2 separate regions of the Anser cygnoides genome follow, and region 2 is linked to region 1. Evidence: chromatin contacts called from public Hi-C data. All regions are on one chromosome and are shown on one strand. Each heading gives the region's core, a stretch centred on a gene start, on an enhancer-like site or on the middle of the called end of the contact. The rest is flanking DNA. Distances are from core to core; before and after follow the strand shown. Region 1 holds the start of OXSR1 (oxidative stress responsive kinase 1). Region 2 has its middle 110 kb from the start of XIRP1.

What was found. A called contact is a pair of places that touch in the nucleus more often than the background predicts.
Region 2: a contact with region 1 is called in a Hi-C map of liver, with 3 times the contacts expected there. The contact joins the enhancer-like site here to the promoter of OXSR1 in region 1. A contact is called at or near these places in 3 of 7 Hi-C or Micro-C datasets (granulosa cells and liver).

Annotation. Positions count from the first base shown.
Region 1 is chr2:5,649,762-5,657,438 of Taihu_goose_T2T_genome, reverse strand. It overlaps OXSR1 (oxidative stress responsive kinase 1), which reads right to left and starts at 2,967. Exons shown (of 18, transcript XM_048062313.2): 1 at 2,748-2,967. The coding sequence starts at 2,817.
Region 2 is chr2:5,908,687-5,916,363 of Taihu_goose_T2T_genome, reverse strand. No RefSeq gene overlaps it. Among named protein-coding and RNA genes, the nearest start is that of XIRP1, 110 kb to the right of the region's middle. Within about 2 kb of position 4,808, at least 3 of the 3 cell types and tissues checked have open chromatin away from gene starts, as enhancers often do. A contact at or near this core is called in liver, where this site is marked.

The DNA.
Region 1 (7,677 bases), core at 1,718-4,217:
AGGCAAAGCCAGCCCAAATTAAGGAATTCGGCTGCACGTGGATCGCCTTTTTTCTGAGGTGGGAAAATGCCTGAGCCGGTAACCCACTGAACGGCGGGCTCTCAGCTTAAAGAGAGACATTTTTCATTGGGAAACAAGACAAATCCTTTAAAAGCACCAGTGCAAGGCTCATCCCTTCCCACACCGGGTCCTCTCTTTGTTCCCTGCCAAAAAGAGCTTTTACGGCTCTGCACGAGTCAAGAGAGCTCAGAAACCAACCCCGAGGCTTCCAGGAGACGCGGAGCGGCCCAGCTCGGTTAACGCGGTGACATTTTGTCCCACAAATCATATACGTGCTAGGAAACTTGCGTCACATCTCCATCCAGGCCGCTGGCAGGCACGCCGATGTTTGAAGAGAGTAAAAGGGGGGGGGGGGGGGGGAAGAGGGCGGGGATGGCGAAGTTAAAAAGAGAAACCATATGTTTGCAATCCACGCGGCACGGTGTGTGCTCCGGCGTGCCAACGCGAGCCTTCAATGAGCAGACAACATCCAGAAAGTCGCCTCGCGGGACAGGGGAAGGAGCGAAAGGCTGCTTGCCCGGCCGCCGCCCAAGTTCGGGGAGCGACCGCGGGGCTGCGACGGCTACGTCCTCCTCCTGAGGATTTGGGGCTGGGGGATGTGCGGTTTGGGGCTGTAGGATGCGCGTTTTGGGGCCGGATACGCATTTTCGGGCTGTAGGATGTGCTTCTCCTGCAGCAAGTTCTCCTAAGAGCAGAAGGACATTCGCACCCCCTTTGTTCCCATCCCGCTCCGCTCCCTGGCTACGGAGAGGCAGCCCGGCTCACCCAGCCTTGCACGCTGAACCCCAAATCCCCTCTTTGTGCTCCCAGAGCGCCCTTCGTGCGATTTGGATGCACCCTACACTCAGGGAACCGTCCCTTTCCCGGCGATCTCGGAGCCTGGTGGGGTATTGCCCCCCTCCTGCTGCTCCAAGAGGCTGAGCATCGTCATCCCCAGGGCGCGTTTGGTTTCCCAAAGGGCTGATCTCCCTCTACAGGGGGCCGAACCCTTCCCAAACCTCGCTGCTCCTCCGCCGAGCAAAGGGAGAGGACAAAGCCCGACCCCAGGGAGCAACAGGGATTTCCAGAAGGATTTCCCCCCCCCCCCCCCCCAATAGCTTTAGTTCCTTCCTACTTTTAAACAATGCCAAGAATTTAATCTCGTAAGGCAGCATTTTCCCCAAACTCTCCCACCCTCGCTGACAGAAAGCGAGGCTGCCCGTTAGGCAGGGATGCAAGGCCTGGGCACGACACCACCACGTCATTCATAAACTTCAAATAAAAGCAACTCGACAAAATCCTGCGCTAAAAATTAACCTCTTTCCTACAAGCCCTCGGCCGGGAGCCTGCCCTGCCACCTCCTGCTTTATTTCCTGCCCCGGGAGAGTGACAGGAGAGGCACCGACCTCACGCTCACCTGTGGCACCGCCTCGGCCGGGTCACATCCCGGCCCTAAAGCGGCTTATCCCTCAAACAAACCCCCTGAAAAGAAATGGTCGGGGCAGGCAATAAATCGGTACAGCTGGGGGGGGCCTCGGGTGAGCACGCAGTTTGATGTGAAAGGAGAGGGGAAAAAAAAAAAGAAAAAATCATTTAATGGAGAGCAAGGGCTGGGGCCTCGAGTCGAGAGGACAATGAATGAAAATCCACGGCGGCAGCAAAAAAGGCCGGGATAAGAGGCCGGACGGCGGCACCGCAAAAATCCTGCGTTCCCCCGATGGGACCGAAGCTCCGAAGAGGCCAGGGGCTGCGTGGGGAGGAGGCGCCCCCCCAAAACGAACGGGGCTGCTCGGGGAGAGACGTGGGGTTTCCTTCCAAGGCACCCTCAGGCCCGATGCGGGCAGGAGACGGAGGGGTGAGGGAGCACCCCCTCTGCACCACCCCCTAAAGAAGGGGGGCACGGGATGGTCTCGGTGCCCCCAAAGGGGGGCGGTGAGCCCCCAGGGGCACCCCTGACCCCCAACCCACCCCATATCTCTGCAGCCCCGCTGTGATGCACGAGGAGGGGGGGGTGCAGACCCCCCCCCAAACCCCTCCTCCCTTTGCAACGAGGGGAAGACCCCCCTACAAGACACCTCCCTCCCAGCAGGGGGATACCCTCAAAAAGAAAAAGGGGTTCCCAGACACCCCTCTAACACACATCCCGCAGAAATAGGGGAGGCAATCCCCCCTCGTCCTCCCCAAAACGGGGGGGGGGGGGCAGATCCCCCTCACCCTCCCCAAAAATTGGGGGAAGGGGGTAACTCCTCCTCACGCACACCCCCAAAATTAGAGAAAGGGCGCAGCTCCCCCCCTCACACCACCCCAAAAAATAGGGGAAGGGGGCGGCTCCCCCCTCACCTCCCCCAAAAATTAAGGGAAGGGGGCGGCTCCCCCTTATAACCCCCTCAGAAATAGGGGGGGGGCAGCTCCCCCCTCTCTCACACACCCCCCCCAAAAACTGGGGGCAGCTCCCCTCACCCCAAAACAGGGAGGCATCTCCCCCTCACAACCCCCCCCCCCAAAACATGGGGGGGCACCTTCCCACCCCTCTGCGTGGCCCTGAGAGAAAAGCACGACGCCCCCCACGCCCCACAGCGACACGCGGGGACCCCACAGCCCCCCCCCCCCCAGCCACGGGGGGGGCTCCCACCCCCCAAATTTCGTGGGTGCCCCCCCCAAATCCCTCGCGTCCCCCCCCCCTCCCGTCCCCCCCCCCCAATCCTCACCGATGACCTCCTGCAGCTCGTAGTCATCCTTGTTGATGGACCAGGGCAGCGCGCTGGGCTCCTCCGCCATGGCTGCGGCCCCCGAGGGCTGAGGGGACCCCTGAGGTACCGGGGGACCCCCTGAGGAGCGGGCGCGGCCCCGAGCCCGGCCCCGCCGCCGCCTCCCGTTACCGCCGGCCAAACTTTGCCTGCTCCCTCCACCTGCCCATGCCCAGAGCGCGCTGACGTCACCCGCCGCCACGTTCGCCCGCCGGAGCGGGGCGGCGCCGGCGCCATCTTGAGCGTGGCGCTTCCCCCCCCCCTTCCCCCTCCTTTCGGTTAATCCGGACTAAAAAAAAGGGAGCCGCCGCGGTTCGCTTCGCCGGTGTTATTTTCGGAGGTGGACGTCGCGCGGAAAGGCCTGGGGGAGAAAGGGGTAGTAAGGGGTGGTAAAGGCATGGAAAGGAAGGGTGGGGATGCCACACACAAGATGGCGGCCGCTCGCATCCTCCCCCCTCCCTCGGAGAATAAGCGGGAGGATCGCCGTGCTTAAACCGGACTTCAAGCAGCGATTGGCTGCTGGCCGCCGAACCCGCGGTTTCTATTGGCGGAGAGGGTTGTCAATCGTGTCTCGTCCTTCTGCAGGGTCCTTACGCCCGTAGGGCCTTCGGGTGCCTGAGGGCTGCCCTGAGGGGAGGCAGCCCTGGGCAGGCCTCAGGGTGGGCTCTGCGGTGGGTGCCGTGGATATCCCCTGTGTTTGGGTGTCAGAAACCCTCCTGGTAGGGGGGGCACACATTGCTTATCCACCTTCACACAATCCTAGAATCATTAAGGCAGGAAAAGCCCTCCAAGCTCGTCTGCTCCAACCATCCCCCTACCACCAGTGTCACCACTAAACCATGTCCCCAAGCACCGCGTCCAACCTCTCCTTGAACACCCCCAGGGACGGTGACGCCACCACCTCCCTGGGCAACCCGTCCCAATGCCTGACTGCTCTTTCTGAGAAGAAATGTCTCCTCATTTCCAACCTGAACCTCCCCTGGCGCAACTTGAGGCCATTCCCTCTAGTCCTGTCACTAGTTACCTGTGAGAAGAGGCCAACCCCCAGCTCCCCACACCTTCCTTTCAAGCAGTTGCAGAAAGCAATGAGGTCTCCCCTGAGCCTCCTCCAGACCAAACACCCCCAGCTCCCTCAGCCGCTCCTCACAGGACTTGTGTTCCAGGCCCTTCACCAGCTTCAAAGCCCTTCTCTGGACACACTCCAGGGCCTCGATGTCCTTCTGGTCTTGAGGGGCCCAAAACCAAACACAGGATACCAAATAAATGCCAATTTTTGGTGACCTGTGTGTGTTGTGTGTGAAAAGCGATGGCACTGCCCTGCCTGGGCTTGGTCTGGGAGCAGAGGGACATGTCAGCCCTGAGGCCCAGCTGGCTGCATGCAGCAGGCCCCACGGCATCGCCCACCTCCATTTCATCCCCACCCTGGCTTTGGGATCCACATTCCTCAATTAAAAATAGGCCCGGGGGTATGAAGGGGTCAGGAGGTCTGGTTTTCCCCTCCCCGCCTCCAAAGTCATGCAATTCTAAGGTTTCCCACTGCCAGGTGTTTCTGCAAGCTCCACTGAATTTCAATATTCGGTGATAAATCCAACACCCTTGCCTTGTAGTTGATGGCTCAAATGTCTGTAGCTGAAGCACTGGAGATCTGGATACATGAAGTGTTAAAAAAATAAAAATTAAAAGAATGAGGAATACGGGACTAACTGGTACCCACGTAGGCCGCTGTCTACATATTTAGGTTTAAAGTGTTTACAGTTTGGTGATTTATTCTTTACTGACATAAAACAGATAAAAAACTGCATCTCTTGCTATTGCCAGGCATAGTAATATTCATCAGGAGAATCTGGCAAGATTTGGGATTTCTGTGTCAGGTTTCATTGTTCTTCGCCAGTCACTGTTCTTATAGCTTGACAGGAGATGCTACTGTGAGGCAAAGAACATCAGTTACACATATTTTTAGCTTATTAGGACAAATTCCTGAGATGCCTCTGATGAACCAGGCTTTGTAGAGGGCCATAGCACCCTGCCAAATGCATGGTGTGACTCCAGTATTTTCACTTGTGCAACCTAACACAGGACAACATCTCCTTCTTCCTAGTCTTTTTCTGTCCTACAGATGCAAGAGGCCAACAGGCCCATCTTGGCGCAGTTTACAGACACTGAACAAAGATGGTCTCTGTCCATAAGGCAGAGCTTTCAACTTAAAAGCTGTTCGTTTTTCCTACTTGCCTGCGTTAAACATGCCTCTGCCAAGCAATATTGCGTATTTGCTAAATATGCTTTAATTACTGCTTGGAACTGTCTCTCTGATCTTTTAACTATGTTATAAAAGCAGTTTTTGTAGCAATTAAAAGTAGGTTTTACCCCAGAGCATGCGCTCAGGTGCCCAGTGTCATGTTTCTGATAGTAACAGCATGTTAAAAAAGGATCTGAGCCAGGCATCAGCAACAAAAAAAGACAGAGGCCCTGATCCTGAAAGTATTTAAGCGCGTGCTTTAAGCCTTTCTAACCACAGTGATACATATGCCTAATTTTACCACAGTGTTTATTTAGAGTCGGAATCATATTTTGAATTCTCTTGGTTTAGGTAGAAGAATCACCGCCTGAAGGCAGCGCTAGAGCTCCTATTGAATTAGATCAATGGGACAGGATTAGGCCCACAATGAACCCCGTTCTTTATGAATTAGCACGGGCTTTGATCAAAATTAAGATCTGAAATGTGAACTGACGAGACCACCAGTGGCCACTTGAACATATACAAGTGAATGGGGTATTTTCACTTTTCAGGTCTGCAGTGAAATACGCACTTCTATATGTTTACAGCAAAATCTCTCATTCGTGTAAAATCTGGATCCCACAGATTTTGTAATATTTTTTAAATGACCATTTAATGAAATTTTAAATGAACATTTTGGAACAGACGTTGCTGTTGCATTCATTCACTCATTCGTTCATTCAGCGAGTTGTTTCAATGGCAGTCTGATGAAGGATGAAAAAAGGGAGCTGTCTTCCACGAAGATCTTAATCCTTAGCCCACTTCACACCTTCAAGCAGCACCTTCTCCTGTTTCACCATTAATATTCTGCTCATCCTACTTTTCCTGATTTGCTGTATTTTGTCTGTCTCGTGTAGGTTGTAAGCTCTTCAGGGCAGAGGAAACGTCTCTATTTATAAAACAGCCTGTGAAGTGGTGCTGCTGAATCAAGTGGTTTGTTGTAATAACAAGACATTTTAGTAGAAATCTGAAGTGGAAAAACAGTTTCCTGTGTATCCACCTCCAGGCTTTAGGAGAGACCAAGAAGCGGAAAAACTCCGGACTTCTTTCAGGTAGGAAGGCTGCAGGCCAAGGGAAGCTCTCACACCTGGGTTTCCCGTACTTTTTGAGTGAAACTAAAATAAAACGTCGCAACGATTAGAGCGGGCAGTCCCCACCTCCCATTGATTCTGCAGCTCAGAAAGACTTTCTTCTGACACCCGGGGCACATGTTCCTCATCGACATGCCCTGAGCCTCTGGAGGTAGCGAGAACAGGCAGGCACACACACGCATGCACCAAATGCTCTCATTCTCGTAAGGCACATGGTTTCCTGCCTTTGTGAGCCAATGACTTATTGTTTCAATGAAACTTACTGGCACTACCCAGCCCTTTGCCTTTTTTTTCCATTCAGGTAATATTGGCTATCATAAAAGTGATGTTTAATGGATAGAGTGGTGGTTCTCACATTTAGTGCACAGAAGTTACTGCCTTTAGTACCTGTAAAATCCGTGATGATTGGTAATACATTTTATCATCGTCATAAGTGCAACCATAAATAAATTTCATTTACACTTGGATTATAGAAAACGAGTCTGAACTCGTTCGCTTATCAAGGCATTGCAGATTTCATCTTACTATTCATGCAGCCTCTCAAATAGCTTCTTTGCTTCGTGGTATGGCTGAACTTGAAGCCGCTCTTTCAGAACAGTCATGCAGAGGCATTTAGTGTCACAGTTCAGTAGTGTTTTGGGCCACGGCATTTACTGCCACATTTCTAGTTAAAAGCTTTTTAGGGCACCATAAACCGCTGTTTGTAAGTGACTGTGCATTAGCTACCACGATTCCTACAAACAATAGCAGTTAATGTGCTTATTGAACTGCTTGGTACGGGCACGGGTTACTAAAGCAAGAGGAAGCCCAACAATGCCTGTATTATTGCATTCACAATAGCACAAGTGTGCATCGGCAAGCAGAATGCCTGACCTTGTTTCCCTGCAAAATTTGCCTGCTATTCTTTCTTCGTGGAAATACTTTCAGGTTTATTGAAGGAATCTTCCTCTATCCAATAGCAGCTTTATTTAATAAAGAACGAGGTAGCAAAGGCAGGCGAGCACATTGTCTCCGGGTATTTTTCATGGCATTTTTGCCCAGGACCGTGCAGTGGAGTAAGGAGGAGTGGTTTAAAAGCCTCCGACTGGAGAAAGTCTTTAATAGTAGTTGTTTTCAAAACACGAACCCAGTGCCAGTCTAAACCACACCGACAGGTTTTCGTAAATGGGCCCGTGTAGCACCAGGCACCTCCGCCCCGCCATTCACTGCCGGTGAGCTAAGGCATTTAAACTCACCTCTGAGGTCACTTTGAAGTCAAGTAGCTGAAGGCCCGGTTCCAACAGGTGGATTCTGGTTCTTACAGCGTGTGCACTGAAACCAAATTTCGCTCTGCAAACACGCTCCTTATCCCATCCCACGGCCTCTCAGCAGAAACGCTGCACCGTTCTCTCACTTCCTCCACTGAAAGATCCCCAGATTTTAAGCATTAGGAAACAAGGAAAGAGCTTATGAACAACACAGTTTTTTTCTCCTTACTCTTTTTTCAACGTTTATGCTTTTTTTAAGTGTACAAATTGCAAGCCAG
Region 2 (7,677 bases), core at 3,559-6,058, 260 kb before region 1:
TCTGGTCCCTTTTGTGCAAGCAAGAATGCAATAGGCTCTTTGAGACCTGCTTGTTTTCCCCCCAGTTCCTCCTTGGTGAGCTGGGCTCACCTTGGATCCCAAGGATCTCCTGGTCTCTTACAGTGTCCCCAAAGAGCAGGGACAGGCTCTCCAGCCTTCACTCCCACTTCACACTGCTGAAAAGCACCGAGGGCCAGTGTCCAAAGCCAGAATAGCTCTGGATGCCCCAGAAAGAGCAGCCTACTTGTGGCTGAACACCACTGCAAACCCAAGTCCTTCTCTCACCCCTCTCCACCAACCAACCCTGAGCAATAACTGCTCGCTGGATCTATCCTGTGCTCCCTAGAGAGCCATGTCTTCGGTGGTGGCTGCAAACCATGCACATCTACTGCAAGAGGAGTTTGCACTTCACCCAGTGCTATGTTTTTCCCAGCATGTATTCTATTTTTTCCTTCACTGCTCTCTTGTGCTCAGGAGCAGTCGGCCGGGTGTGCAGGGCTGCATGTGTCTGTGTTTTGCACGCCCATGCGTAGGGGATCGGGAGCAAACTTTGCCCCCTGCCCGCAGTGGCTGCGGGAGTGATTTGCTATCACTTACCACCACTGAAGCACACCATCAGCAAACAAGCTGAGAAAATGCCACGGGGCTAACAAGCCACTCCAGATCCTGCAGGGAGGTTGGCGACTTATGCAGCGCCGTGCCCTAGAGCTGATTTTATTAAAATATTTCCACCGAGCGCTTGAGAGCCGTGGATTTTTGATGTGATTGTGTGCAGGTAACTCGGAGGGACAAGCCAGCAAGGCTCAACCTGACCTTTCAAGCCTGGGTAATTGCAGCTGTGACTCTACAGCAGGATGAAGCCCGATTAGTGATTTTCAGAAATGTTCTGCTGATAACAGTGATTGCTCCAAGTTGCTGAACGAACGCAGACACTGGTGCCCCGCTTCCCAGATAAAAAGTGATTAAAGTCTCCTTAAGAGCTTCTAAATCTGCTCTTCAGAAATTCCATTAAGCAATCTAATTAGCTAATTCTATTAACTGATTAGGTGATATTAATTAGTTAATTTAGGGGGGAAATTTATAAAGCTATTGAAGGAAATACAGAAAAAGGAGGGGGGACTTTCGGCCAAGAGCTTCCTTTCTTCACCCCCACAGTGCCTTAATTAGAAATTTTAATTAGCCATATGCTGGGGGTAGGGAATCGCTAATGGACCTCTGCTCACCCCATCCTCTCTCCTGCTAGTCTTGCATCTTCTGGCAATTCACGGTGTCCAAAGCAACCACAGAGGGTGGAGGTTTGGCTCTTGGGTATATTTTCTTCCCTATTCTTTTTGTCAAAATCACATTGCACAGGGCACCAGCCTGTGGATTTAGGAGATAAAAGCCCTGGTGCCTAGGACACCTCTGAAGGGGACTACGGGGACATCAGGCAGCCTCCAAACACATTCTTTAATTCGTGGCAATGGTGCTGAGAAGCTGGCAAGTGTTCCTCGTGCCTTTACAGATGGACGCCCCTCGGCAGGGACACCCGAGACCCTGGTGCTTGTGAAATAAGTGGTGTGCCCATGGAGTTGCAGGGCTGGAAGGGTGGCCCGTGGGCGGTGTGAAAGAGGGATGAGCCATTCCCCAGGCACCTTCCCAGAGGTCCTGGGTGAGGGCTCACTCTTGGCAGCTTCACGCAGCATCATCCAGATTGGAAACTTGGCCACCCTTGCCAGCGACACCCAGATCTCAGCTCCTGACAAATACTGGCAGGGGCACAACCGTGCGTGTGAATCCTCCTGACCCAGGCTGATGTATGGGAGCTCCAAAGGTGCCAGGAAGACTCCCACCACATCCTGGGTAGCTGTGAACCTGGTGCACCAGTCTGTCACCAGCTACGCACAGATCTGGCAGGGGGAGGCAAGCAACCTCCCAGCCAGCTGCAGCGATTCCTCCTGACAGGCACACACGGAGAAAAGGCTCAGCCTGCTCCAGGCACCTCTCTAAATACCTCCTCTACCTCTCCTCCCAGCGTCTTTTCTCAAAAGCCAATGATTTCTGAAGGAATGGGAGTGGGTACCACCACCACACCGCTCCCAAGGTCTCTGGGAGGTGCTGAGCTAATCCCATCAGAGCCACCTGAGCAAACCCCAATATTAATTAACTTTTATGTCCCAGGCGAGCTAGGGCAGAGGCTGAGGAGCTGCAACCCCAGGGAGAGGTGCAGGTGGTTGGGGAGAAGGGGCAGCTACTGTGAGACAAAACCTTTGTACCTGGATCAGGTGCTCCTTGGGGCAGGGAGGTCTCGTGCATCCCTTCTGCAGTACCTACAGGAGGTAATTCCCCAGGTTGAGTTGTTATCACACAGCAAACGCAAATGAAATCCTGGACCACGGTGGCTCTGTTAATATTAATGCTGCCAATGTTACCGCTAAAAGCACCAGTGCCCCTGCCTGTGCCTCCACACACACCCACAGCAGGCTTCTGAAACCAAGGAGTGTCAGATTTTAGTGTAAATTTTGAGGTGTTAAGCCTTGCAAAACAGTCTGCTTTCAAATCTTTCCTAGCAACCATCAGGATCACAGATTTTCAAAAGGGAAGGTGAAAATTCAAGAAAACCCAGGAACGGGGGCAAAACCCCACAGGGATGGCGTGACTCATGCAGGAGGCCTGGCAGCGTGGCGCAGCTCTGCCTCTCATCCTGGTGGGAGAAGAGCAGCCCCACAGGCTCAGAGAGCCCGAAGTGATCTCTGCAAGGCACTCACCTCCTTTCGCCAGACTTCATGGCTTCAACCACAAATACTTGCTGCAATGTGGGAATTGCAGCTCTCACCTGTGGTGCAACCAAGGCACTTTTCAAGCCCTGGTCCTGCTCCATCGCAGGGACACATTAAGGCACAGATCAGCTGGGAGTTGAGTTTGGACTGTCTTTGAAAGGTGAAGATTCATCCTGAGTAATTAATGTTGCTTTGAGGGCAGATGTCTGATGAAACCAATTTCCACAGTAGGCAGTTTGGTCCAAACTGAGACACGCAAGTTTTAACAAATGGATGGCAAAGTGGCTGCTCCCTGTCTCCCCGGGCTGGATGCTGAGGAGTTGGGTACCAGACTCCCACAATCTAGGTGCTATCCTGCCACTGGGGGGGACAAGAAGTCCCTAAACGTTGCTCACTAAAAGCTCAGAGGAACTTTTTGTGGGAGGAGTGGTGCATATGTTCCATTTCTCATAGCTTTCTTGAAGTTACCAGCCATGCCACGACAGGGTGTTACATGCCCAGAGAGATCCAACGTGGTAATTCGCATGGCCTTTTGTTCACAGAAGCCTGTGAGCCATGCATGTGAGAGCTCACCCGCTTTGGAATACTTCTTACCACTGGGCTGGGAACAAGAAAGCCCAAAGAGTCTCCCAGCTCCTCAGTTCTCGTCCTCCCAGGCACCCAGGAAACGATATTAGAAATAATGAGCTCATCTTTTGGGTGACCTCAAATATTTCACTGTTGAATATCAGGTAATCCTCTGATGGGTGTCCCACCTGCCTCCCAAAATACATCCCCCAGATGCTTGCACATCTGGGGAGCAATGTCCACCTTCAGCATCCACATGGATCCCATTTCCCTCACCCTTCTGTCAGCAGAATGGCAACAGGTTGGGAGCAGTAAGGCCAAGGAACGTGACAGCTCTTGATCTGAGCTGCAACAAGTAAATCTTGGACAGCTCTGGGGTTGACCTCACTGTAAGCTGGATGCATAAAAAGTACTGAGATGGATGAGGGCAAATTTAAAGCTCAACTTGTCAAAACTAGGCACCCAACTAACTCAGCTGCATGCAGAAAGCATCGAGGTGATGGTTTTTGTTATTTCAACCCATATTGGTTATTTTTTGTCCCACTTCTCTATTAAGTGCCACACCCCCGTCAAAGTCTGCTGAGTCTTATTTATTATTTCATAGGACAAATTCACAGTTTTTGGACCAAGTGATCATGTAGAGGAAAGGGCAGGGTCACAGAGGGACTTTGCTGTATCAGAAGACTCTTAGAAATCACTCCTTGAGCTGATTTTCCCAAAACTACCTTGATATCTCTTTGAAGAGGTGAACCAGCAGGATATTTCTTACAGTGTTTCCTTATTCATGGTCTGGGGGCCTGAATAATATCAGGGAGACTCCAGGGCCTCACCTGGAAATATGTCTTTTTTTTTTTTTTTTAACCCTGTTATATATTCCAGCATCATCCCCCTTGGAGGATGAGAACTGCCACAATTTTCTCACATATCATCATGTCATTATGCCACACTAAGAGCCTGGACCATAACTGTAAGTCCTCTGCTGGGAATTGCCTCAAATCCTGTTTTCTGCAGAAGTGATGCAGGAGGAAGCAAGGATGCCCAGTGTTAAATGTAGGCTATGGGAGGCTCCCATGTGAGAACAGACTGAAAGGATTTGGGTTCTTCCTCTGAAATGAAAGATTTCTGTGAGAATATGATATTAGAGCTTGTAAAACCGTGAATAGGGAGGGAAAGATGTATATTGAACAATTATACCCAGGACTACTTGGAAAATTTGCAATTAAGCACATTTTAGACATAAAATGAAATGTTTTCCCAAGTGCATGGAATTCACCCTTGGAACTCATCGCCAAGACTCTCAGCAGAAATTCAGATCTTTAGGGGGGGTATATCAATTAACATCTACTGATCACCATCTTCATGAGTCCTAAACCGCTGGCAACAGCAAAGGAGGGCTTTGGGGACAGCCTGGGGACAGGACATGGTGGCCTCTGCCGGCTTCACCGCCACCCCAGCGAGGTACGCCGTGCTAGCTGCAGCTCACTGTGTACTTTTGCGAGGATCCCTGGAGCAGCAGAAGTTGGTACTAAAGTTCAGCTGTAACAGGAGCTTTGTTTAGCGGTGCTGGGACCAGAAGGTCAGCAGCAGCTGCTCTGCCAGGCTTTAACGCTTTGTTCACCTCCGCGCGCTCGCCCGTGCAGAATTTCCTGTTCCCTGGGCAGTGCAAGGAAGAACCTTCTGTTATTTTGTTAGCCCTATTATTCACCAACTTTTAACGCCGAAATGCCGACCCGCGTGCGGCTCCGTTGTGCTGTAAGACAGCAGCCAGCAGCAGTTCCTCGCTGCTTTTTCCCAAGCAACCAGGAAATTTCACAGCTTGTATTTTTGCAAAGTGCTGTTCAAATGATGGCAGCTCTTGAGAGCCACGGGGATGCACCACTGTCAGGATATTTAAATCAGGGCAAACTTCAAGTACCAGAATAAAGGTTCACATTGCAGGAGATAAGTGTAGCTATGCAGAGCACTCAGCTGCTATTTTGCAGCCCAGATCCCACCTAATTTTTTTTTCTTTTTGAGAAACTGCAGGGCAGAGGAGTTCATGTGTTAACCTGGCAGAAACTGGGGAGAGCTCAGAGGTGATTACAAATGAACAGACAGCCCTCTAGGAGGCCATTTTGCGAGGTGGTTTGAGCACATGATGGACAGCAAGGTCCTCCCTGACTTCCAGCCCCGATTCAGGGCACGATCCTGGCTGCAGATGCCAGCAGGGTGGGCACGAGTCCCTTTTCCAGTCCTGAGGACGTGTGGTGCAGGAGCACCGCTTGCGTCTATGCCACTGATGTCATCTATGCCACAGATGTCTTGTCCTTCAAAACAGACGTGTGACCATGTCCCTGTGACAACTCCCACACTGTGCCTGGGCATCACCTGGGAAATGCCAGCACATCCGTGCTGTGCTCACTGCCTAATAGTACAGACACCCTTGTGCTGCTGGGGGGGACCTTTATATTTCACCATTGAGTTGAGGTGGTGCACGTACCCTCTGGCTGCTCTCAAACCCAAATTTCTCCTCCCAGCCTGGTAGCACACGTGTTTCCAGCAGCTCCTGAGAGGCCAACCCAGCCCTGCTCCAACACACGTGCCAAAGCCTCTGTAGTTCTGATCCCCCCTGGCAGAGACATCCCCGAGTGTGGCAGCACGCCACGTCCTGTGCGTACAGCCAAGGCATCTCGGAGGAGATAAAACTACAGCAAACCCCAGTGGCTCCCCGTGCTTTTACCCACCCAGCCAGGCCATCACCACGTGTCTCCCCCCGCTGAGCTGCCCTCCAGGTCATCCTGTCTCATATCACAGCTCTCCAGCAGCCCCTGCCTGATGGCTCAGCAACAGCCCCAGGAGTTACAGTCCTAAATTATACTGCTTTGTTACGGTTATAGTCTTTTATTCTCCAGGCTCTTCTCTGAACAGCCGTGACACTTTGACCAGAAACCTCAAAGGACTCCAGCTACTTAGAATTTGCCTCTCCTCTTCACTAGGGTTTGCTGGTGTGAGACTTCCCTGTGGATTTGCTGTTTATTCTTCCCACAGCACCTTATCAAGCTGGATCAGCATGTTCAGATGAGAGCATTGTAATGTTGGCTACGTCACATCCAGGGTTCCTCAAATCCCAGCTCGGCACTACTCACTGCCATCTCCTGTGTCAGGTCTTGGACCTCTGTGCTATTTTGTAAAGTGCTGGAGGACTCTTTGTGCTGTTTCATAATTGGATCATAGCAATCTTTGGCAGAGTTGACCCTTTACTTTGAAGGTGATACCTGATGATATCCCACAGGGGCTTGTGGATTATGGGCCATGCTTACCTGGTATCATGCAAAGACTCCTTCTGCAGATCACCAGTCCTCCTACTTACAATTACATGAGAGAAAAGCCCTTCCTGTGCATGGATGTTTTGGCAGCTTTATTTCTATCTAGATTCCTATGAAGAAAATTTATCAGACCAGCCTTCCCCAAATCAATATATTAGAAGAAATAGGTGCAGTAAAGCTGGATAACAGGGGAACAGCAACCTACCAACCTGGAGATGCTCAAGTAACATGACACAGCCATGGGCACGTGGTCCATACTTGCCTGTACCACAGCAAGTCTCCATCTGCACGCAACCAAACGGAAGGAAAAAGCCTTTTATAGCTGTTTAGTAGCTGCTCGTCTTGCTGAGGCCACAAAGGGGGAAGCTGGATCATGCGATGAATTACGAAGGTGCCTCCTTCACCAGCTCCACCATGAGCAGCTGTGGCCATGGGAGTTCAAGCTCCCATGGCTCTGATGCTCCACAACACACCAGACCAAATTACCTGCCGAGGTGAATGGAGCTCAGCTCCACAGAATCACGCCGGGAGCCAGTCTTGTCGTATCATCCACAGAGGGCAGCGGGAGAAGGCAGATACTCTTATCTGATCTGAACCAGACTGCACATCTCTGGCAATCCCTGTGGTAATGTATAATCTTGGGCCAAGCCAGGAAACCCAATCCCGTGCTGGTACCTCCAGCTGTTACTGCGCTCCATCATAAAACCTGCTTCGTGCACCTGCTTGTATAATCCACTTCCAAAGGGGAAACAGCCTTCCTGGCCATCCCCAGAAATCAGTTTTGTTCTGCCAAATGAACCTTGAAAGACTTTGTAGTTTTAGCTAATATGGTTAGCATTGGCTTCCTTCTTCTGTAGGTTTGTTAGCATGCTTCCTGCACTGAAAGTATGATTTTTGAGCCTTTGAAGTGTCTTCTCCTTCACTGTTCAGTGGCTGGTAAATCCACAGTCCACAAGAAGATGCAGATATGCCTTTCTGCATGGGCACTCAAGGTAACCACGACAGTCTTGTAACACTCTGAGCTGGAATAGGAATATAGCCAGGAC